5 separate regions of the Mus musculus genome follow, and all the other regions are linked to region 3. A link is a contact called in public Hi-C data. All regions are on one chromosome and are shown on one strand. Each heading gives the region's core, a stretch centred on a gene start, on an enhancer-like site or on the middle of the called end of the contact. The rest is flanking DNA. Distances are from core to core; before and after follow the strand shown.

Evidence for each region. Hi-C and Micro-C count contacts between places; a contact is called where the count stands out from the background.
Region 1: a contact with region 3 is called in a Hi-C map of muscle stem cells, with 3 times the contacts expected there. The contact joins two enhancer-like sites. A contact is called at or near these places in 3 of 484 Hi-C or Micro-C datasets (cortical neurons and muscle stem cells).
Region 2: a contact with region 3 is called in a Hi-C map of bone marrow-derived macrophages, with 11 read pairs. The contact joins two enhancer-like sites. A contact is called at or near these places in 3 of 484 Hi-C or Micro-C datasets (the 63-12 cell line, B cells and bone marrow-derived macrophages) and 4 of 115 datasets of contacts at active chromatin or transcription factors (acute myeloid leukemia, embryonic basal ganglia, extraembryonic endoderm stem cells and 1 more).
Region 4: a contact with region 3 is called in a Hi-C map of the N1E-115 cell line, with 6 times the contacts expected there. The contact joins two enhancer-like sites. A contact is called at or near these places in 31 of 484 Hi-C or Micro-C datasets (the AML12 cell line, the AtT-20 cell line, the C2C12 cell line and 20 more), 9 of 115 datasets of contacts at active chromatin or transcription factors (SST interneurons, VIP interneurons, embryonic basal ganglia and 6 more) and 2 of 9 other capture datasets (adipose tissue and pancreatic islet).
Region 5: a Hi-C map of the N1E-115 cell line shows a contact between it and region 3, with 5 times the contacts expected there. The contact joins two enhancer-like sites. A contact is called at or near these places in 4 of 484 Hi-C or Micro-C datasets (the N1E-115 cell line, cortical neurons and muscle stem cells).

The regions. Positions count from the first base shown.
Region 1 is chr1:79,333,901-79,339,224 of GRCm38.p6, forward strand. No RefSeq gene overlaps it. Among named protein-coding and RNA genes, the nearest start is that of Scg2, 100 kb to the right of the region's middle. Within about 2 kb of position 1,756, at least 8 of the 459 cell types and tissues checked have an H3K27ac peak or open chromatin away from gene starts, as enhancers often do. A contact at or near this core is called in muscle stem cells, where this site is marked.
Region 2 is chr1:79,701,622-79,706,771 of GRCm38.p6, forward strand. It overlaps Wdfy1 (WD repeat and FYVE domain containing 1), which reads right to left. Exons shown (of 12, transcript NM_001111279.1): 11 at 4,623-4,731; 12 at 641-3,949. The coding sequence ends at 3,890. Among named protein-coding and RNA genes, the nearest start is that of Ap1s3, 32 kb to the left of the region's middle. Within about 2 kb of position 2,085, at least 32 of the 459 cell types and tissues checked have an H3K27ac peak or open chromatin away from gene starts, as enhancers often do. A contact at or near this core is called in bone marrow-derived macrophages, where this site is marked.
Region 3 is chr1:78,723,072-78,728,446 of GRCm38.p6, forward strand. The region is part of intron 2 of Gm38631 (a long non-coding RNA gene); the gene reads left to right. Gm33693 (a long non-coding RNA gene) reads right to left here. Exons shown (of 5, transcript XR_865566.2): 4 at 3,850-3,897; 5 at 3,588-3,732. Among named protein-coding and RNA genes, the nearest start is that of Gm38631, 5.8 kb to the left of the region's middle. Within about 2 kb of position 2,225, at least 102 of the 459 cell types and tissues checked have an H3K27ac peak or open chromatin away from gene starts, as enhancers often do. A contact at or near this core is called in the N1E-115 cell line, bone marrow-derived macrophages and muscle stem cells, where this site is marked.
Region 4 is chr1:79,422,626-79,427,475 of GRCm38.p6, forward strand. No RefSeq gene overlaps it. Among named protein-coding and RNA genes, the nearest start is that of Scg2, 15 kb to the right of the region's middle. Within about 2 kb of position 2,251, at least 3 of the 459 cell types and tissues checked have an H3K27ac peak or open chromatin away from gene starts, as enhancers often do. A contact at or near this core is called in the N1E-115 cell line, where this site is marked.
Region 5 is chr1:79,557,103-79,562,702 of GRCm38.p6, forward strand. No RefSeq gene overlaps it. Among named protein-coding and RNA genes, the nearest start is that of Gm24160, 46 kb to the left of the region's middle. Within about 2 kb of position 4,294, at least 36 of the 459 cell types and tissues checked have an H3K27ac peak or open chromatin away from gene starts, as enhancers often do. A contact at or near this core is called in the N1E-115 cell line, where this site is marked.

The sequences.
Region 1 (5,324 bases), core at 506-3,005, 610 kb after region 3:
CAAACAAGCCAGCCTCTTCAGTCCTCCTCTCTCCATTCCTCTCAAAGCTGGGCTTATATAGGCTTGCATGATTTCCAACTTGTGTGGGTGCCAGTATCCAAACCTTGGTCCTATTGGTTGTGCCACAAGAACTTCTAAATTCAGAGCTAGCTCTCCACCCTCAACAAATTCTTCAAGATGGGCATAGGAAACATAACCTTCAAAGATTTAGAAAATGTCAGGTGCTTTCAAATTAAATTGTATCTAAAACACAAAAATGGCCGTGGCAGCCTGCAAAAATGGGAAAATAAATCTTTGACATTTTAAAAGAAATTAGAACTGATATTAATCTTACCTGTCTCTGGGTTGTCTATCCTGTACCAGGAAGGTAGATTATAGTCTTTTCTTTTTTTAGTCTTCAAATCAGATCTATATGGAGCAGTAAGTAGAGAAATAATAGAAGTTTATTAGAGATGATGTAGATAAATGAAAGGTGCAAACAGCCATAATTTGAAATATTAAAATTAATAATTTAATTATTAATTAAATTAGTTTGAAATATTAAAATGTGATAAGAGGATCAGATTATGGAATCCTTCATTTTGAACTTAGATAACTTAGAGAAGTTATTTGCCCAATTTGCTCAGCTAACAGTTGACTAATTTTCTGCCTCTCAACAGATTGTACTATGCTTGCCTTGGGGCCTGCTCACAATTACATACGTCATGCTCACCCAGTTCTTATGACTCATTTTAACAAGTGTGAAAACTGTTAAATAAATTCTTGAATTTTTCTTTTTACTGTTTAAGGATTTTTTTTATTATAGCAAGAATTCTATAATACAAATTATGTTTCTTTGCTCAATCATAAGTTCTGCTTCTTAGAACAGAGCTGACTCCCCAAGCTATTCCACAGTAAAGAATTACAACGTTAAAGAAAGGAATGCTTGAATATTCTAGCAGAGTGAAAGATCACAAGGTAATGGACCGATTGGATCTTTTGATTTAAATCTAGCTCACCTTCTCCCGGGGTTTCTAAAAAGTAGGGTTTGGTTCCCTGGAAAATGGTAAAAGGACTCGGCTCCTAAAAGCATCTGCAGAGCTCTTTCCTCTCCCTGGAGTTCTGACTGCTTCAGAATGGATGCAAAGGCTATGAATTCAGACAGGCACCAAATAACCTTCTGTTAGAATCATTTGAGTTGTTGGTTCTATAAGGACAACATCTTGAAGAGATTCTGGGAAAATCACCTTATTCATCAGCCATCCAGTCCTGGCATTCCCAAAGTTTCAGCCCTTTATTCCCTCACCCTGTGTTACCCAGAAAATAGATGATATAAACTGGAAATAGAAGAGGGAAAAAGAATTGAGAAAGTGAGGAAGGGGGTGGGGGAATAAAGGATATACATCACTTGCCAGGAACTTGAGTGTGTATAAAGATGAAAATTGTCAGGAAAAAAAATAGATACTCGTGCAATTCAAGGAGGCAAGAACATTCTAAAATGAGAATCAGTGTCTTTACTGGGGCATGATGCATGATGTTTATGGAGTGTGCCTAGTCGTCTGTCATTATCTTTTAAAAGAGGTCATCGAGGTCTGGATATTTTAGTTAGTCATGCTTACTTGATAGCTCTTCCTCCTAGCTCATATTTTGGAGTGGCTGGAGCCATGGCCTCTATGGAATGATGCCCATTGGTTGTTTTCCTAATATCTCTCTGATTCCCAGAGCAGTGTCACCCCTCCCCAACCTGCTGTCCCTAAAAGCAGCTGTTCACCCTGGCTCTCATCTGCCTGGACTGTGCAGAGTTGAGCTGTCATATTTCTCCCCGATGATGTACCGAGATGAGAAGCAATGGTAGTGTGGCTTAAAATAACCACTACCATAGAGAGAAATTAAAATATCAGGATTTGGGGAGGAAACACATTCTGTGGGAGACAAAGAAAATGAGAGGGCTGTGAAGTGTTGCTACAATTAAAATGTTAATTCTAAATCTGTTTTAGCTGCAGAATTCCTCTTTTAATTTTTTTTCCTGTGTGATCATATGGTTCGTGTTCTGAACGTGTTAGCTTAGGCAACCAGCTTAAAATATGCTCTGATTAGTTCTGAATTATTCAGCGCTAATCAGGTACTCCTTCAAGTCATCTCTTCTGTGTTGCGGGTCTCCAAAGTCACAAAATGCTTCTGAATAAAATAATCCCAAAGTGAAAACGTGAACTTGACTCTATCTTCAGTTTATCAAACAAGAAGTGTGCTTCACGTGTGAAGACCTGAAAATGGCAGTCTAGAAAGACAAAGGAACAATTTTATAAAGACAGATGCAATCTATCTCAGGGTAGAATTCTGTCTGTTTAAAATGGTAGCTTATAAGCTACAGTGCTTGAAGACAGTGTTGCTGCTGATGGGATATGGGAGCAATACCATGTTTCAGGAAGGTCAGAGCACAGTAGGTCTCCAATGTAGTATGATAGCCCTGCCTTGGGAGAATGGTCTGGAAAGAGACTCTAGGGGATACCTGGGATGTTTGTTGTCACTGGAGTAGATTGTCACTGGAGGAGATTCCTAGTGTAGAAAAAATATGATGCCATGAAATATATGATTTAAGAATGGGAAGACCCTGACCTTATCTTTATGATTCATGTGGTTTGCAGGTTTGAGTAACTGAACATCAGTTTTCTTATATCCCACTTTCGAAATGGAGCACACGCCAGCATTTATTATGAAAAAAAAAAATGTTGATAATGATTCTGGGTGATAATGATTCTTATTACCTTTAGGATAAGCAATAAGTACATAGGGAAATAGTTTGTACTCACATGGGTCTCACATTCACCTTTTAAATTAGCTTTCAGGGTGAGCTCATCCAGAGAAAAAGGATTCTTTTACTGTGAACCAATAGGAATAGCATTTCCAATTTCTAACTCAAAAAAACCCTTGTACCATTAGGAGACAGAAGTGACACTGGTGACTAAAGGATGAGAGAAGGATGTTGAGGAAGAGTGAGGAGAAATACTGAGTCACCGAACACAGACCTGAAGACAAGCCTGAGCTCCACAACTTTGCTCTGTTCCTGAGCTGAGGAAAACATCAATGAACTGGGCCAGACTGTGCTGATGCAGCTTGTGACTGACACCAATTGTCTTCAAAATGTTCATGCTCTTAATAAGATTCTGAGTTGTGAGGATGCCCGAGAGCTGAGTGTGTATTCCCGGGAATGTGTCTTCCAGGCTTCTAAACACATAGATTATATTTTACTTTAATTTTCTTTCAGATGTGTCTATGCACGTTATCCAGTAAAATGTGTTAAAATAGAATCTAAATTTCATGAACCAAAATAATTCTCCACTGAAGTTGTATCATTTCTAACTTGTTCTAAATGAATGTTTTTTCTTGCTTCAGTCTTTATATTCCCTAGTTGTTTGTTTATAGTTGAAATCCTATTCACATTGGACTTTTTTTTTATTATGCTAGCAAAGGGCAGTATGTTCTAGTAATGAACCCCCCCCATGGAGTAGTTTTTTAAAAACAAACAAACAAAATGGCAAAATATTTTATTTCTTCCATTTATAGGTTTCTGTTCCATAGATGTTGCTGTGTGTGCAGCCTGTTTTCTGTCCTTGCCTGTCTACTCTTGTTTTAAGCCTAAAGTCACATAATTTTGAAAAGGCAAATAACAGCTTCATCCTGATCTACTTCATGTACTAGGAAAACCTCACCATTTAAGGCATATTTTCTTAGTCACTATTTCATTTCTGTGAAGAGCCACTATGACTAATGCAACTTTTATAGAAGAAAACATTTAATTGGAGGATTGGAGGCTTGTTTACAGTTTCAGGGAGTTGGTCAGTTATCATCATGGTTACATACAGGCAGGTACTGGAACAGCAGCTGAGAGCTACATCTTTATTTGTAGGCAGAGAGAGAGAGAGAGAGAGAGAGAGAGAGAGAGAGAGAGAGAGAGAGAGAGAGATAGATTCTGGGCTAGGCATGGGCTTTTTCAATCTCAAAGCCCACCCGCAGTACCATACTTTCTTTAAGAAAGCCATACCTCTTAGTATTTTGAAATAGTTCCACTTACTGGTGACCAAGCATTCAAATCAGAATATGGGTCCAATCTCATTCATACCATCACATTCCACTCTCTGACCCCCATAGATTTGTAACCATATCATACTGCAAAATACATTTAGTTCAACTTCAAATGTCCAAATAGTATATCACAGCCTCAATTCTATTTAAAAGTTCAAAGTTTCTTCTGAGACTCAGGCAATCTCTTAACTGTAACTTCCAGTAAAATCAAAATAAAAAACACGCATGACATACTTCCAACATACAATGGAGCAGAATATACAATACCATTCCAAAAGAGAGGAAGACAAACTCCAAATTCTGCTTCTCTGTGTCTGATGTCAACGGGCTTGTCTAAGTGTTACTGCTATGAAGAGACACCATGACCAAGGCAACTCTTATAAGGATAACATTTAATTTGGGCTGGCTTACAGGTTCAGAGGTTCAGTCCATTATCATCAAAGCAGAGCATGGAAGTATCCAGGCAGGCATGGTATAGGAAGAGTTGAGAATTCTACATCTTGTTCTGAAGGCAAATAGGAGAAGATGACTTCCAGGGAGCTAGGATGAGGATCTTAAAGCACATACCCACAATGACACACTTCCTCCAACAAAGCAACACCTATTCCAACATGACCACACCTCTTAATAGTGGCACTCCCAGGGCCAAGCATATTCAAACCATCACAGGACTTTTCAGATATCCAGCTCCTTTCAGGTTTATTGACTACAACACACTTCAATCTCTTGGGCTGGTTCTACACCATAATGCATCCTTCCTCCATATGTATCCCATGACTCTGACATTTCCAAAACCTTGGGTTTTCAATGAAACTCAGTATTCACTTTCATAGGTATCTTTGGGCCTGCAGTCAGGGACATCCTTGCTATAAAACTGACCTGAGCAGCTCTCCTCGGTAAAGAAGGGAGATTCCACAACCGCCTCCCCATTTTTGCATTCTTTACTCTAAAGCCAGAACCACATGGAAAAAGCTGCCATGTTGCTGGGACTTGTCCCCCTTGTTTAGTTGCTTGTGCACCAGCTTCCTTGTGTTGATAGTCTCCTTCACTGCTTAAGCTTTTCTTTAATTCCTTTTCACAAATTGGAAGCTTAGCTGAGTGAGGTTTTGTTAAATCACCACTCACTTTACTCCACTTAACATCAAGCTTTTCTTTAAGTTATTTATCTCCTTGAACACTGAATGTAGCTCTATTACACTTCCTGGTGCTCCTTTTTTCCCTCAAACTATATATTAGCTAGTTTTCTTTGTCCAGTTTATTAC
Region 2 (5,150 bases), core at 835-3,334, 980 kb after region 3:
CCCCAAATGTTGGAATTACTGGTATGTGTCATCACACCCAGTTCCTATTCCATCACAAAAATATTTTGATGCTGAGAGGAAGGAGTCATATCTAGTTTTGAGAAACACACAGTAACCTGACTGGTTAGAACCACCCACATGTAACCTCACAAGGCTGAGCTGTGAGCACAGAAGAGGAGCTGGGACCAGGATGTCTCTTCTCTATGCAGTTCTGTGCAGTTATCCTGAGCTAACTGGTGACTCACAGAAGTTTCCTAAACTTCAGCAGAGACCACACTTACCCTCCTACTCTCCCATGCAACAGCATAACATGCTAGCACTGTAAGACAGGGCACACAGAGAAGGTGCCTGCTCTTAAGTCAGACACATGGACAGAGACAGACAGACTCCTCATTTGCAACAGCATGACCTGCTAGCACTGTAAGACAGGGCCCATGGAGAAGGTGCCTGCTCTTAAGTCAGACCAGACAGACTCTTCATTCTGTCATCTGTAAAATGCAAATGGAAAATGAACTTGAAGGGTGATGCTAGAATTCAACAAGATAATGTAGGTAACTTGCCCAGCACACAGGATGACACGTAAGTGTGACAAACATAGACGTGTCCCGAGCTCTATCCAGAGCAAACAAAATTACACAAATTAAGGAACAAGCAAGGGGTATTTTATTGTTATATGTGTATTCTCAAAACTAAAACTAAAAATAAAATAAAAAAGCCCACAAAAATGGAACCCACAAGTAGAAAGAACAAAAATTTGCAGCGTCTCTCGGATACACAAGGCATCCTACTCTATGGAAACACAGTTGTACAAGGACACATTGACTTACTTAATGTCACCTTTTGCTTCCCAAGTCAAAAAACAAAAAAAGGCTACAGAGTAAAATACTTTACATTGTTCTCTGATAGAAATTTGTTGCACGATTAAACTTCAACTTATTCAAAGAGTTATTGTGTAGTAAACTGCAGAAAATAGATGAGGCATTCAATAATCTGCTCACAATTAACAATTAAGCAACAGACACTTGCAGAAGTCAGCATATATTACTTATTTGTTAAGCCTCCCATGTAGAATGAGCAGATCACTGTCATTAACAGTAACTTGATGCTTGTCATTTAGGAGATATTAGAAAGTACTTTTAATGAAACCCTGATTTTCAAAAATATCTTCTTGGGTCTGAGCTGCTACTCTATTTATCAATTTTGACAAGTTTAATAAATATAGATGTTAACAAACTGAATCACTGGTGCGGGAGAACAAAGCATAGTCTACAGCAACAGTGTCTATTGCTGCCCACTAGGCAGCAAGTTAAAACTGGGACATAGTAAACAATTACAGTCTAGTGAATAAGAAGTGGTTTCTACCAACATACAGGCCTATTGCTATCACTAGGACCAACTAATAAAGGACCAGTAAAGAACACATTGAGAATAAAGACTCGGCATCACTTTATTACATACTAGATCTAAGTTCAAGACTCTTGTCTAACACCCTCTACTTCTTGATCCTTGTCTGTACAAATTAGCTTGAGAATTCTGGGATGGAAAGGACATAGTTGTTACTTGAGGAACTCTCTTAAGTGATGTGTTTAGCAACAGAATCCAAATAAGGCAAAAAGCCTGAGCCTTATTGTCCCTTCAGTCAGTAAACTTGAGAATATAATCTTCACCCTCTATAAAAAATATGGCCCCCTTTGCTACCTGACACATAGGGGAGCCTGGCAAGCACGTTTTTGAAAGGAGATGTGACCACAGGCTCAAGTGAGGAGCGAAGTGCATTCAGCCTGCATTCCCTCCTAAGGTCCCTCCCTCTAATTCTTCTTTAAATATAATTTTTCCTCCTTGATTTCTAATAGCCTCTTAAAAGGCTCAAACCAACCACTACATGCTCTCTATGAGGCACGGGGTTTTCTATCAGGAGGCTTTAAAAAGGAGAGGGAATATTCAGTTTGATCTACCACAGATATCCAAAAGTCACATTTTACAGATGCTTTTAAGAAAATAAACCCACGCCTGGCTCAGCACTATTCCACAGGGCAATGACTCCGCCATGGTCTGTTTCCCTTGCGTGGGCAGAACCACAGGCTGAGCTAAACCAAGCAGCGAGGAGAGCATTCTACATTGTGGTTTCACGACGTCACCCACTCTCTTGTCCAAAGCACTGGAGCAATCCACATCTTGTATAGTGTAAGGGGAATCCAATGAAAAACCAGCAGTTAAAAGTGACGCTACATAAAACATAAAGGGGGCAAAACATCCTTTGGTCTTATTTCTCAAGTCAAGAGCTCTCTGTAAATACAGAGCCCATTATGCCTGGCTGCCTTTCCTTTCCTCATTGTTTGTGTTTTATCCATTGTGACCCCATAGCTTTTCTGCCTGTTTTTTTTTTTTTTTTTTTTTTTGTTTTTTGTTTTTTTGAGACAGGGTTTCTCTGTGTAGCCCTGGCTGTCCTGGAACTCAGTTTGTAGACCAGGCTGGCCTCGAACTCATAAAACTGCCTGCCTCTGCCTCCCGAGTGCTGGGATTAAAGGCGTGCGCCACCTCCTTGTTAGCCATGTTGGTAAAGTGATAAAGCCTTAGTCCTCTCTGGCAGAATGGCCTTGATCTTGATGTAACCCAACACAGTGCTACAGTGAGATTTTAAATCCATACCCATTAGCAAGAGTCACACGGATGCTGTAGGTAGTCATTATTCATCCGTTAAAGCAGTAGGCCTTTCCTACCGGCAAGCAGCAGGCTCCCACGGTTCTACTGGAATAGTTCATGTGCTACTTTCTGTTTACACAAACACACACAAACATCTCTTGGTAATCTGGCCAAAAATTGGACAACACATTTCATACAACAGCTTTTCTAAATGCTATGTAAGTGATTTGCAGGTTAGGGATTACTGTACAAGACCTGACTGATAATTTTAGCAATGGGCCACCAATTTCTTTCTATGACACATGACTAACACTGGTCACAGCTACAACATAATACAGAAGCGCCAGAGTACTTCTGAGGGGCATAACTTGCTACCATATAACAAGGGCTTGGTCTTGGGACTACAAACAAATGTATCAGTTAGCAAGACTGGGCTGTTCCATGGAGTAGGCTGCTGGCACGCATCACCACCATGGTGGTAGCTGAGTTTGCCATGGGTCATGACTAGCTACAAAGAAAAAAAATGTCAGGAGGCTTGTACATCAGCACCATAAAAGAAAGCTTTGTCCACAGGGCAGGTTTGGGAGAAGGAGATGAATGTGCTCTGTCTTGTTATATGACAGCTGTAAAGGTTCACCCAGGGGACACTGGCTGGGACAGAAACAACTAGAGTGAGCCAAACCCAAGAGCAGATTAGGACACCACCTGACAGAACAGGTACCTTGATGAGGTTTATCAGTAACTCGGTGTAGAGGACATTTGTATGGCAAGCATAGGTTTCTCACATCTGGCCACCTCCCCTGAAGAAAGACAGAAAGCTCTCCCCCAGCCCCTGGTTGTGTATCTGAGTACTCTCAGGGGCCTCAAGGACCCTCTCGGGAGACTCCATGTGTGCTCATGGGTTTGCATTTAAGAAGTTCTAAGCACTAACCTTTTTCATTTAAAAATTTTTCCTTCTAAACCCTTCATTGTTCCCTCCTTACCCACTGGTTCAATGTTCATGAGGCAGTTTTGCTGAGGAAATTCTACTCCTTAGGAGTCCGTTGTGGACAGACCTTTTAGACAATTTCCACAAATACCCCCAAACACACCTTTATATAGATTTTTTTCTTTTAAAAAATATTGATTTGTTTTTTTAGGCGTCTAATGTCCATTTACACGACAGTGGCTGTTGAGCTACATGAAGGGTCTCCATTCATGGAGGATGCTATGCATCACGTGTAGCAGACATCACCCAGCTCTGGGATCAGTGTGGAGAAAATCCAGTTGCCAGGCTGCAGCCCACCACAGGAGTCATATCCCATATCTACAAGGAAGGCACATGGAGAAGAAACACTTATCATGGGGTCTAATTTCAACAGTTAGTACTGACAGCTTTGTCTTTTTTGGCTAGAGAACCTCCTTAGGACTCATATACAAATAAAGCAACGTAGTTAACTAATTACATTGAAAAAAAACCCTCCGAAACAACAAGGACAACAAACCACTTCCAGGTAGCATTTTGAATCCTGAAAATAATGTTTTACTATACTGTATAAAAATAGAAACTATTTGTTTTACAATGTAACTAAGTATAAAAGATTTACTTTCAATTTCTGTTTGTGATCTAAGAATTTAACTTAAAAAATATGATTATTCTTCACAAATAGGATAGGATGTAAAGGAACATTAGCCAAGAAGACAGGAAAGGTTATAGACTAACAAAGACTCAAGACAGATGGGACGGGAAACCCTCAGGCCAACTCAGAATCCACAGGTTCCAAGAGACACCTAGCCCTCACTATCATGACCACCCACCCACCCACAGCGAGTCCCCATCAGGGTTAGGAAATCACAAATACCTGCTCTGTCATTCAGGGCTTTGAACAGGCAATTACTGATTATACCAAGCAAAGGCAATGGCACTAGAAATGCCTTGAAGCCCGCTCATAGCCTGAGGACAGCTCTATCTCAGCTGAGATGCTAACAGGCCAGCTTACCTTCACAACACGATCTGTCCCACAGGTCACCATCAGTCCCCTTGCAATGTCCATGGACATATGGGAAATGTTATGTTTTCCTTCATGAAATGTTGCTAGAGAAGTCCGGCTAACAAAGAGAAAGACAGGTGAAATGTGCGGACTGTAGCCAGGCCTAAGAGAGAAGCAATCTTTTAGCAATGTAGATGGCTTACACACAATAATGTTACCATTATCTTCTAAAAATATAGCAATGGTTTTATAATTAACAAGGCTGTACAAAAGGTTTCAACCGTAGAGGCTTTGGTCCCAAAGCCAAGACCTCAAAAAGGTTAAGACACTCAGCATAAAAATAATGTATTCCTTCACTGGAGAGCCTGGTACACAGACATAAAACCATGGGCCCATAGGGCTAAGGAAGAAGTGCACTGGAGGAGATCATGAGCAATGATGTAATGTAGTAAATGATGCCAGTGAGCATCTGCCACAGTCAGAGCCATGGTGCAGCCCTCCCTCTGTTAGCTCATGGCCCGTCATGGGTGGGGACAC
Region 3 (5,375 bases), core at 975-3,474:
ATGGGCCTCTCTTTCCACTGATGGCTGGCTAGGCCATCTTCTGATACATATGCAGCTAGAGACATGAGCTCTGGGGGGTACTGGTTAGTTCATAATGTTGTTCCACCTATAGGGTTGCAGTTCCCTTTAGCTCCTTGGGTACTTTCTCTAGCTCCTCCATTGGGGGCCCTGTGATCCATTCAATAGCTGACTGTGAGCATCCACTTCTGTGTTTGCTAGGCCCCGGCATAGTCTCACAAGAGACAGATATATCAGGGTCCTTTCAGCAAAATCTTGCTAGTGTATGCAATGGTGTCTGCGTTTGGAGGCTGATTATGGGATGGATCCCCGGATATGGTAGTCTCTAGATGGTCCATCCTTTTGTCTCAGCTCCAAACTTTGTCTCTGTAACTCCTTCCATGGGTGTTTTGTTCCCAATTCTAAGAAGGGGCAAAGTGCCCACACTTTGGTCTTCGTTCTTCTTGAGTTTCTTGTGCTTTGTATCTTGTATCTTGGGTATTCTAAGTTTCTGGGCTAATATCCACTTATCAGTGAGTACATATCATGTGAGTTCTTCTGTGATTGGGTTACCTCACTCAGGATGATGCCCTCCAGGTCCATCCATTTGCCTAGGAATTTCATAAATTCATTCTTTTTAATAGCTGAGTAGTACTCCATTGTGTAAATGTACCACATTTTCTGTATCCATGAAGACGAAATCTTAACACTCTATGCTCTACTTCATTTCTTCTATAGATACTGCAAAAGCAGGCAGTTTCCAAAATCTTGACTAACACGATTCCTTCCCATAAGTAAGACATGGGGGTCATTTCAAGAGGTTTGTCTCATGACAACACGCCACATCATTTGGTCTTCAGCCTTTTCCCAGCCTCTTTTGATGGCTGTTGTCAAGACAGGCTAAGCTGAGGTGGCTCAGCTACGTCCTGGATCCTTTCCCCTCAGTACTCTGTGTTGTCACATACAGCTAGCTAGGCGGAGCCAAAGGTATTTCGTATGCCTGTGAAGTTGAATTTAGACGCCTCTCCCGCCTCACCTGCCGCCCTGTGTCACAGACCTGACCCTTCAATCTGCTTCAACATCTTGCCTTCTAAAGGAACCGCCTTTCACCTCTGCCCTCTAAACAAGGACCCGCTGCTGGTCTTGATACAGAATGACTGAAACAACTCTCTCCTAAGAGTTTATACCTAGCACCTGGCTTCTGATTTTGGAATGAAAGATATATGTTAGGACGTCCCAAGCTGGCGCATCAGGCTTGATTTTGGAGGGCCGCCAGCCTCCCCCACATTGCTCCTGGAGTCTTGCCCCACGCCCCCCGCAGGGTTTCCGAATTTAGGGGTAGCTGGGAGGATGGAGTCCTGCTTGTTGGGCCAGGAGGAAATTCATTTTCCATGTGAGTGAAAATCAGTAACTTAAAACAGTTCTAGCCAAGGGACGTTTGGAAACCGAGGCCTGGCCAGAGGATGAGGTGGGGTGCTTTTTGGGGTTGGGGAAGAGACTTCAATAAGCAGGTATTTCTCAAGCGCATGCGTGAAAGCAGGAAATCTTCTTCGTAGTTGTAATTCCATAGGTGTCCACTGGATGGCGGAGGAACCCCGCTCATGGCGTCTCAGCGCAGCACAGCCTCGGGTCTGGAAGAAGCTGGATTGGTTTGATGAAGCCTTTACAGTCTTCACAAGATAGCTGGCGTTTAGAGCATTCTGCATGAATATACAATGAAAAGTCGAAGTCCTAACAAACTAAATGAAATGTGTAGGAAACCCCAAGGACTCTTTCTGGCTTGTACAAGAGATCAGTGACAGATAGGGTGTTGAAAACGGGGTGTGCGTGTTAACTCCTGTACAAAGGCAGTTTTCAGGTCTAACTCGTGGTTTAATTGTTCATCACACTGGACGTTTTCTATGATGTGCACTAAGCTGTGTGTAGTGACAACGGTAATAAAATCATCCCCTGTCTTTGAAGAGCTTGCATCCATCCTACAGGGACTCTGATCACAGCTTAGATAAGATAAATAACCTGTGTGTCAGATGGCAACAAATATCATGGGGGCATCAGGTGGGAGTGGAGGGATGTTCCTTTCAATCCATGGTCCCAGAAGACCTCCTGGGAAAGATGACATTTCATTAAGACCTGACGGTTTGATGAGCAAGCCCTGAAAACCTTAGGGGAGAGACTTCCTGTGAGGGTACAGTAATGTAGCAACCCTGAGAAGGGACCAAGGAGGCCAGGCTGGCTGCCGGGCAGAGTGGGGCTAGAGAGCAGGATATGAGTCAGAGAGAGGCTGGGGCGAAAAGGAGGATTTTTCAAAATGATTTTTTTCTTAGTATATATTAATTGTACATTATGACAGGTTTCACCATGCCAGTCTCTACTTATACATAATATTTTTGTCTATATTTACAGTTCCCTTCAACTCCTGATAATAATAATTTTCATCTTCTTAATTACTTCCTGCTTTTACTTTCATACTTACATTGACTTAATTTCAGGTGTTTGCAGTTATTTATTACAGTGTCTGCCCCACTGAAGAATGCATTTTTTTTTTTTTTTTTGAGAGAAGCAGGACTTTAAAGCAGAAGGATGAAATCAAACCTTGTAGGAGAGAGGGTTATGGCCAGCACCCTACCAAAACAGCCCTCAGCCATGTTAGCACTCTACCAAAACAGTAACGAGCCAGCACCCAGCCAGGCCAGCACACAGCCAGACTAGCACCCAGCCAGACCAGCACCCAGCCAGTCCAGCATACAGCCAGACCAGCACCCATCCAGGTTAGCACACACTCAGACTAGCACCCAGCCAAGGCCAACACCCAGCCAGGCCAGCACCCAGCCAGACTAGCACTCAGTCAGGCTTTCTTAGCCTTTTTGCAGCCCATGCTTGGGATTGTTTGCTGTTCAGGGGACAAAAGGCATACCAGCTTCCTGCCTGGCCTCCTTCCATCCACTAGGTGCTAGTGGCACTGCTGAGCTGGGCTTTGAAGGTTGGTACAATATTGATGGGAAATAGCGAGAGTTGGGGAGAATCAGCCGGGAAACGAGCTGGCATTTGACAGATGCCTCTGTGTGGAGACCAATGTCCCTTTTTGGCATCACGGAAACCGTTTTTATCATTTCCTTTGGCCTAGGTGCAGTTTCCATGACTTTTGCCTTACAGCAGATGGAGGGTTGGAGCCGGAGACTAAGCTATTTTTTTTTTTTTTTATTTTTTAGGGAGTTTTAAGCAGGACAATACGTGTTATACAACTTAAAAAAAAAAAAAAGAAAACAAGATTAGAAAAGAAAAACTTCTCCCTTGCCCCCCTCACCTCTCCCACCTACTGGCCCCTGGCATCTTCCCAAGATGAGAAATGAGAAACTTGTATTTCTCCTGGCTTCCAGATGAGAGACCAGATTATTTTTCTACCACTGGAATATAAAATTAATTTATTGCCTCGGTTAAATTTGATTAAAAAAAAAAACCTCAGCTTCTCTTACACACACACACACACACACACACACACACACACACACACACGCAGACACACATACACACACACGATTGTGATTTTTTTTTAAAAACAGCTACTCCACAGACCTAGCATCAGGTTTCAGGGAGCATTCACTGTAGTGTTTATTTGCAGTAATTCTTTTCCTGGATACTTCCCAGTTATTTCCAGAGGACAAACTCACGCTGTGTGTATAAGGATCTCGACAACAACAACCAACTCCATGGCTGGAAGGGATCTAATGTATTCATCTTTGGGAGGGAAGAGGTTCAGAGGCTGTTTGAGAAACTGATAAGGCTTTCTCAGGGGGTGCTGTGAGGCAGCGGGACAGGGAGACCCTTGGGTAAGCAGAAGGTCTGGCTACCCACCTTTCTTTCTCTGCTTGGCTCTGTGCTACATCAGCTTCCTGGTAAGTGCTGTAAGGAGAAACATCAAACAACAGATAGAGCCTCAGATGCAGAACCCGTGACTCTGAGCCCGAGAATGGCTTGTTCCCAGGGTCTCCGAAGCTTCTTGTCTGTCACCATCATCAGAGATGCTTATGCAGTGAGATGATCCCTTCCTCCAGCCCTTAGCTTCCGGGTCAGCCCATGTCTGATAAGCCCAGCACACATACCACTGGTGAGATTTCCCCCACGAATCTGACTAGCCCTGGATAGCATATTGACAGAAATGATTCCACACATTTTAATAGAAATGAAGGCGTTTCCGAGCTAAGATAAGGAAGACGCCTGCTGATTTTTGAATAGGGTGTCTCCATTTGTGTTTCTCAGACAGGGCCTTCCTCTACAGCTGGACTCAAATTTACTGCAGTTCTCTTGCTTTGGGCTTCTGAGGGTAGGGATTGCAGATGTGACCTATTGTGCTCAGTTATGCATTTAATTGGTGTGTGTGTGTGTGTGTGTGTGTATGCATGTGGAGGCCAGAGAACAGCTGTAGGTGTTGTTCCTCAGGAACCATCCATATCTTGAGATAAAATCTGTCATTGTCTTGGCTCTTTCCAAGTAGACTAGGACAGCTGGTGAGCCCCAGGGACCCACCTTTCTTTGCCTCCACAGTGCTGAGATTACAGGCACAAGCCATGCCATCGTGTCTAGTAAGCTCTCTCTCTCTCTCTCTCTCTCTCTCTCTCTCTCTCGATGCTAGGAATGGAACACAGTTCTTTTCCTCCCACAAGGAAGGCACCCTACCAACTGAATTATCTCCCTAGTGTTTGTTTACTTTAAAAAAATATTTTTTATGTAAATGAAGATGTTAAGATCCAAGAAGATACATAAGTGAGAACATGATTTTTTTTTAACATTTTGAGACTTCTCTTGTGCACACAGTGATCCGTTCCTTATTCTTTTTAGTATTCTGCTTTGGTTTGGCAATGGGCACTGTCATCAGACATTATTTGTGTGGTCCACAATGCCCTGGCACTCTGGTGCTGAGGTCAGAGTCAAAAGGCGTGGCTTTGCTTATGGAAAGATTTTATGTATACTAATCCGTGTTTGTCATTCACATGGACATGACAGTGGCTTCATGTTGGTCTCTGCTGACATTGCAGAAATGTCCATCATTTACACTGTCCTTGCTAGAGTGTTTATCTTACTTTATTTTCCTGTTATGATAACAACTACTCTGACAGAAGCAACTTAAGTGAGAAAGGCTCTATGTTGGCTCACAGTGGGAGGCACTGGTTCAACATGATGATGTCACAGCAGCGGAAGCTCAATGTAGCTGCCTATACTGTAGCTACAACCAAGAAGCAGAGACTCATGAATGTCTGTGCTTAGCTCAGTTTCTCCTTATGCATCCACAGAAAGGTGCTATCCATGGTGGATGAGCCTTCCCACTTCAGTCCACCTAATCAAGATAATCCCAGCACAGGCATGCTCACAGGCCTGGAAAC
Region 4 (4,850 bases), core at 1,001-3,500, 700 kb after region 3:
CCAGGTTGTTAAGATGCCCATGGTTACCTACCCATCTATAGTAATGGCTCTCATCCTATGGGTCTTGATCCCTTTGGGGGTCAAGTATAAATACTTAAATCATAATCCATAGCAAAATTACAGTTATGTAGGAGCAGCAAAATAATTTTATGGTTGGAGATGACCACAAAATGAGGAACTGTATTAAAGGGTCGCAGCGTTAGGAAAGTAAAACCCACCCGTCTATAGCTAGAACCTTTAATATGACTCCATAGCTCCTTCCATAAAATAAGGAGCCTCTTTTCCCATCTAGCTGTTCTCATGCCTTATTTGGCAAAGAGGATGATGTAGATAGGACAGTCACTTCCAAATCTAGACCCCCATCTACTAAGGGAGGCTAATGTGCTCCACTCTATTACCCTCTGGAAATCCACTAAGACAACAGTGAGGTAAAATGGAACAAATGGATTTAAATGCCCAGGACTCTGGAGAGAGCATCAGAAGTATCAAAATATTGGAACCGAACTAACTGATCATCTATGAAAATATCTAGATCATTGATAATAAACTGGCATACTTAATTTGTGAAGTTGATTTCCTCTTGAAGACAACATAGTATTAACAGACATTGCTTGAAGTTGAAATCCAGCCAAATTGCCTTAGAAATGTGGCAATTTGGTGTAAGTAAAAAGTTCTGCTATGTAACTGAATCTTCTGTTACATACATGAAGACATGGCCTTTGGGAATGGTTTCCATAATGTTAGCACTCCCTTTTGATAGAGTTACTGGTCACCTTGGGAGATTTGCAGATCCTAGTTTTGTGATGGTCAGTTTTGCCACTAGAGTTCTCCTACTTGATGTTAACGGGAGAAACGTTCTGAACACATTAAAAGCCTATTACTGGCTTACTTAACCAATAAGTTTAGCCCGTAATTTAGCCATTACTAGTCAAGTGTTCTTAGTTCTGAGATCATTTCTGGTTGAAAGACTTGTTGTGAAGTTTTTTAAATTGTCAGAGAGCAAATGGCCAGCTACTGGCCTGAGTCACTCAATAAATTATAAAAACTACTGTAGCAAAGAAACCCCAGTAACCAAACATTCCCTGACAGCAACACTTTGTCTTTATTTACACATATACTTCACATTAACCTAGCCTTTAACTTCTGAAGCTTCCTACTCAGCCCGAGCCTCCACCAGTTGGCAGTGTGTTGAGCTTCTGGGTCTTAAAATGTCAGATAGAAAGTCTTGGCCTAACATAGCATCACAATTGAAGCTAACAAAAACCACAGCCTCTGTTTTCCTGCCAACACTGGGACTTGTGAAGGGTCAGCTTCTCAGCATCTCCTGATTGGGTGTATGTTGTTTGATACTTATGCCTTTGAAAGGAAAGACTTTGTACCTAGACTGTCAAAGGGGCTGGACAGGGAACTAGACCACTGCTTAAACCTTTCCAATTTAACCTTGTGAAGAGAAAAACCACACTGTTCTCTTCACATGGATCTAAAATCTCTGTGATCATGACAGAAGCCAGATGTTTACAAAAGCCCTTCTCAGCTTATTTAAATGTACTGTCTAATTGTCATACATCATTGAAAACTTCAAGAAAACATTAAACAGATTGACCACCAGAGCAACAGCCCCAAATCTATACTTCTCTTGGCAAATCTTCTATGTGCAGCTCCACCCATAGACTAACTCTCAGCGTCTCAGGAGTAGGAAACAGGATCAGGCATCATGCACATGAAACACTGTGGCGAGACTCACTGATGGCATTCAGAACTGGGCTTTGCATCCCAGAATCTAAAGTGATTTTCTCTTTGAACCATAGTTACCTGGGGTATAAGCCCTATGCATCAAGGTATACCAATTAATTCTTCTTTGCAGATAAAATGAGACGGCAAGGTGCCCAAAGATATGTGTACAGCATTGTCATGGTACCAAGGGCAACCCACAGTGTTATAGGGGTGATGCATATGCACAAGACAGGAAATGAATAACACCTTTGTTCTGGTTTCTTTTTATATTAATGTTCCTTCACTTTTCTCATTTCTAGGAGAATTATTTGTTCTTAGTGATCTGAGGAAGTTGCTCATCAAAAGCAAGAACAGACTAGAGACAGAGAGCGTGTTTAACTTGCAGTGTGTATGATTAGATAAATCAATTCCATTAACTCTATAGCAGAAACTGTACTTCCTGCTACCCAGTGACCTATGCAAGATCTCCTGACTCACCATTTGTTCCTTTTACAAGTAATAGATGTGATTACAAGGCCAGGATGTGGGTGCAGACACATGACTGTGCTCAGCATCTCCACTCCTTCTCTCTCATGGCCTCCTCCAGTACTCTGAAAGGAAGTTCAAAGATGCTGTTCCTAGATAAATGATGAAATATTGCCTCTGTCCTTGTTCTCACTTAAAACAAAAGTTGTATCTTTGGAGGGAAAGGCAGTCTCTATAACCAAAAATGCCAGCACCTTGGGAAGGGTGTCCTTGCCCTGTTTGCTATTTAGGGCAGCCTGTTATCAGAGATCCAAACTGTTCCCTTCACAGGAAAGATAAATATAAATTCAGTGCAATCCTCCTGGTGAGGAATCAATGCCACAGTCTAAAATGACACAGATTATTTCATGGACTAAGTATTCTTAGCTCATAAAGACTAGTACTAATGTGGGAAAGTCCTGGAAATATAGATATGCAGATATAACAAAGAAAAATTACGGAATATATATGGTTATTGTAACCAGGGCATAAGCCTACCTCTTTGGATTCATTACCTGTTATTGCTAGACAAAAAAGCTGAAGGTGAGTATTAAAGGGTAATTGGATGCCAATAGGAGCCATAAGATGGTCCCACGGGCTGCAATTCTTCTTTTAATCAGAAGATTGCTATGCCCAAAACTTTTTATTTATTTCTCAATTTCATACAAGCAAATTTCAATGTCTGGAGGAAAATAGAGTTTCAGGGGCCATCTCTGCTTCCTTTACCCAAAACATTTCACTCTAAAACTCTGCTCTTCACACACAGCCTAACCTCATCACCTACATCAAGTATCTCAGACTCAATGCCTACCTAACCACAGTTGACATTCTGGCAAGACTCCAGAGACTTCCACGTAGGTCAGTAGCAGAACACTCCTCTGGCATGTACAAGACCCTGTGTTCAATCCAGAGCACCAAAAAGAAAAATAAAAGATTTTTATTTTTAAAAACATTACAAGATCCCCAATTGTTCATCTGAACACTAAAGTATAGGAAGCACAGGGCAAGGTCATGGGTAAGCCCCTGGAAGCCAGATGAGACCGATTATCCACAAACCTTCCCTCCTCTTTGTTAGTACCTATAGAAATCACAGCCAGCCTCCATTCTGACACCACACCATAGATAGTAGTTCATTCTGGTTCTGGAACTTTTTACATCCCTCCAGCATTCTTAAAGAGGATAGGGAAATATGGCACAAGAGATAGAGGGCAGAGACTACCCACTGCCTGCACAGTGTGGAGAATGGATTACACAGTTTTGTCTTTTCTTATTTGATGTGGTATGTTTGATCTGTTCATCTCCGCTATCTGTCTTCAGATGCAGAGACAGAGAGCAGGAAAGCCAAAGCTTCTCCACGATTACCCCTAAATCGCTCATTGTTCATGCTACCCTTTCCACTTACGTATAGCTTTATTCTATAGCTTTTCCAAATGCACACATTGATAAGTCAGTATTCTTTAACTGGACTGTGAGCAACTAGAAGGCAAAATTTGATTCTTTTATTTATCTTCCTCATATTAGCCATTAGTCCCCTAGATTTAATGAGCAACGAATCATGAATGACTTAAATCACAAATTGAAGAAGAATGGACAAGTGGGAGTTAGAAGAATTTAGGAAAGAGCTGAGCTTCCTTCCAGCTTTAGCTCAAGTATGCTGCTGCTATTTCTCTTGTCCCTGCCCTAGACACATGACACAATGGGCTTTGAGTTGTTCATCCATTACAGAGAAGTCAGCCAGACTCTCTGATTGTTCCTGGGTCCTGGGATACAATGAGAATTCATGAGAATTGTGGACTGTAACTTGTAATCAATAGCTCCCATCTCTTTGGGGTCCTTGGGTTTGATCTGGCATCTAATACACTTTCACTGCAAGAATCCAATTTTCCTCCACACATATTTTCCTGATGATATAGATGCAAGGGAAGAAACATTATCAGAGGAAATAGAGATGAAAGAGAATTGCTTGCTCTTCCCCACTGTCTGGCATGTAAAAGGGAAAATGTAAAATACATGAAAATGCTAAAAGCACTACTTCTTGGAAGTCCTTTGCACAAACTTGCAGAAAACAAACGACATCAAAAACTTTTCTGGAGCTATTTGCTTGTTCCACATAATGAATCTTACAATAATAATAACATACAACACTGGCTCCAAACATAATTATTTCTTACAGATTAAGAGAAAACATGTTATCTTTGTTTTCCCTGTAACTAGCCCACTCTTCCTTTTCAGCCCTAACTACCAGATTATCAGAGAAACTAATCCAGTGTCAAGAAGGAAATCATATCCTGCTCTGTATAAAAAAAAAGCTTCAATTTATTAAAATCATGAAGTTCTTTAATGTCCTGTTTCTTTTCTTGGTGCCTGCTTTGTTTTATAGAGAGCAAAGGGAAGATAGGTCCTTGTAACTAGAGGCTCAGAATGGAGTTGAGGTTCTCTCCTGTAATATCATAATCTCACCTTGGTCAGTAGGTTTTGCAAGACCGTTAGGGAATCTCTCCTATCTCAACTCAAGAAACAACTTTCAATGAAGTTACAAGGGGCTGCCCCAGAGCCTGCTATATTAGCTCCTTTGACTGCTGCCCAAGCTTCCAAGCTAGTGCCACGCTGTG
Region 5 (5,600 bases), core at 3,044-5,543, 840 kb after region 3:
CTTGTATCTGAAATCTTTGGTTCTACTTCCTTTACTCCTATGTCATCCTAAACATCCTCTCCCCCAGGTCATCCTGACACACCATCAAAGTCTCTTGAGTTCTTCCTACTCCATAATGCTCTGTCCTTTCTTCAGAGTTCATGTACCCTCTCTGTCTCCCCCAAAACAGGGAGAGAAGCAGGGAACAGGGAATGGGGAAAGCCATGGGCACCTTCAAACTATTCTTAAGCTTTCACACAAGGAAACACTACAACTAAAAACATAGCCCTGGACATCCTGTGACTGATAGGAAAGAGCAGCTAGGGAGGTCAGACTACATCCATCACCACAGGTCTAGGCAACCATTCTCCACCCACCCTGCCCATCTGAGTAGTCACTGGAGCTTACAGGTTGCAAATGCCATATTCTGCTCCAGAAATACAAACTCAGTAGATCCATACAGGACTCATATGAATGTTTTAGAAGCTTCACAGATGCCTGGTGAACACCCAGGATTCGTAACTCTAAATCAATTTTAAAAAACAAAAACAAAAACAAAAACAACTCTCTATAGTGCCCCCCCTCCCTTTAGTAAGTTTTTATTTTTCGTAATTAATTTTTTAAAATGTAACTAAACAAAAACTATGGGTTCCTTCCTTAGTTTTCCCAATATATTTCTATTTAACAGAAGCAATTTCTACCAGCACCAACACTCACTTGGCATAAAGCAGGAACGGTCTCACAGTCTTCTGTTTCTGTATGAAGTGGCATTATTTTATCCACATACGGTTTCAGGCTGCAAAATAAATTTCTATGAAGAACAAATAGTTCTTAAAGGACCTAAAATATTTCAGACACATTCAGACATTTTTCTGAACACTGTGACAAACACAGACTCTATGACTGTGCATAAAAAACCCTGTGTCATCACTGATTCAATTTTTCTTCACAACCTTAAGTTCTCTTCTAAAGGAGAGGAATACAATTTTTAATCTATTTCTTATTCTGGGATTTTGTTGTAAGTTAAACACCACTGCCTTTTGGGACTATTTCTAGACTGTAAGTATAAGCTGAAATGATTGGAGAATACCAACATGAGGTAATAATAGCATTGTATCAAATAGAACGAATATGTTTGCTCTAAGTCTCAATGGAGTCTGTTGGTGTTCATTATAAACTCACAGACCTAACATTTTGTCACTGCCTATCTGAGATATAGCATGGCTTGATATAGGCTTAGATTTTTCAAAATCTACTTTAATTGGGGTTCTTAAATGCTTCAATCTCCCTTTTAGCCCACCAACCAGAGGTAGCAGAAAAAGAATGTTAATAGAAAAAGGGAGTTGTGGAGCTATTTAGTAGTTCTTTGTGCGATTCCAATCTTTGTTGTCAGTATATCAGCAGTCCAGTCCAATAGCAAAACAAACCTGAATCAGTAGCAGTGGCTTGATCTAGCAAAAACCACAAGGCTCCAAAGAATTGGCAGTCAGTGGAAGCATCAAGAATCAGTCAGTATATATGAGAAGTTCTTAGGTGCATTTCTCTCCATGAAGTGAAGACCAGCTAAGACCAGAGAAGTTGCAAGGCATTGCAATGCAAGAGCATCCGTCAAGGACTAGAAAGATGGGTCAGTGGTTAAGAACACTGACTGTTCTTCCAGACAATCTGGGTTTAACCCCAAGGACCCACATGACAGCTGACAATTATCTATAATTCCAGTTCCAGGAGATATGATGCCCTCACACAGACATATATTCAGGCAAAACACCAATACGTATGAAATAAAAATAAATTATTAAAATAAAGAGTGCTCTCTGTGGGATTATATTTATATTCTTTCTAAACATCACACGTATTCTCAAGCATTTGTTTCAGCAAAACATCCTCTCACAAGACAGCTTCCAGAAAAACATCACGTGACACAACTGAGTTTCCAAAGAAACCAGAAGTTTCAACTCATCTTGATAAGATTTTCCAACATTTTTCCCACTCAGGTTCCCAGATGCTAACATCAGGTCAATCACCTGCTGTAGGTGCCAATCCCACAGTAATATAAGACCCTGGAAACTTTTTAGGATGTCCTATGTTCCAAATAAAATTGCAAAGTAAAAATTATCATTCCTGCAGCTGAAAGATGCTCAGGCGCTCCAGTTATTGACTCATGCATTTAAGTGAGATGGTTTGCCACAGGAACTGATTTTTCATTGACTGTATGAGCCCAAAGAAGATTGGGGTCTTGTAATTACGGAGAGAAGGCACAGTCAGTCGCATTGATACTGTTCCACAAGCCCTTTTCATCTATTTCTTGTGAATCATATGAACTACAGAGAGATCTCACACCCACTTTCTCATTAAGGACTGGGTAATGCATTTAACTTTCAGTTATGACTCACTTTGAAGAACACTGTGAGCTGACCTCTGGGACTTACAACAAATAAACTAGATTCTTATCAATATCAGAATCACTAAGGAAAAGTGAAGAGATTGCTTTGAGTCATCACAAGAGGAAAAACCATTCATTTTGCAAAGGCAAGAAATTATTCACAGCATGTCACAAGAATTCATTACCAAGGATATAGCACAGCATCCACCTAGACCAGAAGAGACACTCCCTTTGATGGAGAAGATTCTGGGAGCAATTCAGAAAGAGCAAATATAGACTCTTTCAGTGCCTTCACTGTGTCCCCTAATATCTGATACTAGCATTAGGTGACCTTCTGTACCCACACTATTTAAGGCACAGTTAAATACAAGCTTCAGTGGAAGCAATCCTTGGGACTGGGTTGGGGCAGGGTAGCAATCCACTTCCTTTATTGATAGGATATGCCCTGACCCCTATACTTTTATCTTCTTTACTTCTAGCATATTCTAAAATGGACTTGCTAAACATCACTGTTTGTTACAGTGCTGTCAAAAAGAAGCTACGTTGACAGACTATGCTTAAGACCAAGTGTGCAATTCCACCTTCCCCTGCTATATGCTTCTGATTGTTGTTAGCTGAGGATTTGAAATCCTCACTAAATAAAGCTGCCTGTGTTCCGTAAGAGACACTATGGGAGGTTTCCTTCAAACTGATCTTGTGTTGACCTCTAGGATAAGCCAAGGTGGACAGTGTCTTGAACTTAAGGCTCTATGTTTTCTCTGAGCTTAGTTCTTACAAGTCCAATTCACTCTGGCTAAGAATACATTGTTCGTTACAGGAAAGCACCATTAAAAATATACTCCAATTTAGAGTTGGCTTCTTTTTTTTTTATTTTTAAATATATCTGCATTGGCAATCAGCTGAGCATATGAGGAGGAGTGGTCAGAGTTCACCCTCAGATGCCTTTTGTTATTGGTCTCCACCTTAGTTTTTGAGCTACACTTGGTTTTTGAGCTTACATCTGGGCCACACTGTCTGGTCACTGAGCATCCAGGATGCATCTGTCTCTGTCCATCCTCTGTGGACAAGTGGGTTTATAGGTGCATACTACCTCACCAACTTTCATGTGGGTGCTAAGGTTCCAAACTCAGATAGGTCCTCAAGACTACACAGCAGGCTTTCTTTACTCAGTGAGCTTTCTCTTCTTCCCCCAGAACTGGCTTCTTTCAAAGTCCCCAGTTACATAAACTTATTTCCTGTTCTCTCAACCCAATTTCCTCCTAAGTTTTTTTTTTTTTCTCCAAATAGAAGACATGATTTTGAGATAGGGTAATTAAGTTTGCCCATAGACATCAAGATAATGCCTTTTATACATTCTGGTTACACAGTGAATCCGAGCTTTCTACTTCAACATCTGTTCTTTGTTTTCAGTTCAACTGCCGTGTTCCTTTAGGAATGGTTCTATCAGCCCTGCTCTGCAACTAATCTGGCGGGCACTGGGACATCAGGATACAAGAAAGGAGAAAAGTAGCACTGAAATCGCAAGCTGAATCTCCCAAGTGGGTGGGGTAACTGGCAGATAGCTAATGGAAAGGAAGCGTCGAAAGGGAACAAAATTGAAAGGAAACTTTGATAGTCACCTCAGATTTACTAGTTTCCCACAGAGAGGGCCTTCTGATTGGTTCCAAGAAAGTTAATATGTGTCATCCTGGAGACTGATGGAGAATATGCTTGGAAGAATGGAAACTAAAAGAGACTTGAACCCTGTGGGTAGTACTTAATGGCAGTCACAATGCTGCCCATCGAAGGCAATACATATCTGAAAAAACAATGGAAGTGACATTAAGTGCCTCCCTGCCTCCTTACAAAAGAAGGCCAAGCTCTTCAAGGAAGTTTATCTTGAAACCTTTTGCCTCGATCCGAATGAACAAGGAAGAATTATGAGTCAGAAACGGAAGGAAATGAGTCACAGGTTGGTGTGCTTGCCTGTTTGAACTCTGGCTTCACATCCAGCCAACCTGACTTAGAGTTTGTTTGAAACTGAGAAGCAAAGACAGTGAACATATGGCAACATTAAGATTGCTGTTTTCCCACATGCAATGCATTTCTGAATCCTATAGCTTTTGATTCAATCTAACAACGATCCTCACTCTCAGAACTCATGAAGTTCTAATGGGCTTCTGGATTTTTCTGATAAACATGTCTGTATTAAGCATGAAATTTACTAGACTGACAGGAACCATCTAACCCCAATGAGATAATTTATGATTTTCTCCCTAAGGAGCACATAAATCAATATGTTCAGAAGAAGCCAAATTAGCCATTTAAATTAGTAATCACAGTAACTATGCAACAGGCGACATCACAAAATGTGCTTCCTTAGGGTGTAGAAAATGTTTAATGATTTTAGTCAATAAAATATAAAATAGTCATTCAGAAAGAAGATAGTCTTAAATTCTCTTACATTCTGTTCTTCTATATTTATTTAAACAATAGAATTTGCGATGGATAAGCATCTGTTTCAAAGCAAAGGAAGACCTGGTTTATTTTCTGCTTCTGTAAAATAGAGCAGAAAGCCTGAGGTAGGGCAACTTATAAAGGGAATTTTTTTATTACAATGTTGGCAGCTTGGTAGGCCAAAACTGAGAGGCCATCTCTGGTAGACAGCTTGTTGGTAGGTATTCTTGGAATGGTCCTCAGAATAAAAGGAGGCCATACAGTGAGTACATATGAGAGATAAAGCCAAACTCCATCTTATCACAAAGCCACTCTTGAAATGATGAAATAACTTACCTGTCTATTAATCTGTGAATGGATGAACCCATTCATGAAGGCTCTGTCCTGGTGACCTAAACCTCTTATTAAGTCCCAATGAGGTTTTAATTTTAATGTGAGTTCTGATGGAGACATTCCTACCCTATCAACCATGGAGACAGTTAGGAAAACTCTCTTGGGGGTCTTACAAACTTACTTTATCATTCTATTCTTTTATCATCCTGTCTTTCATGGCTCTTTTCATCTGTTTTCAGGACAACAAAGTAAAAGGAGTATGCCAAATTTCTTAGTCCTCATTGCATTCTTTTAAAATTAGGCCTAATGGCAGATACCTGCAGTTCCAGTACTTCAGAGGCTGAAGCAGGAGCATCTCAAGTTTGACTCCAGCCTAGCTATATAGATAGATCTCATCACAAGAAAAAACTAATTGAATTAGTTGATTGATGATAAAACTAGTCACTATCAAGCTACTTTTATTAGCTGG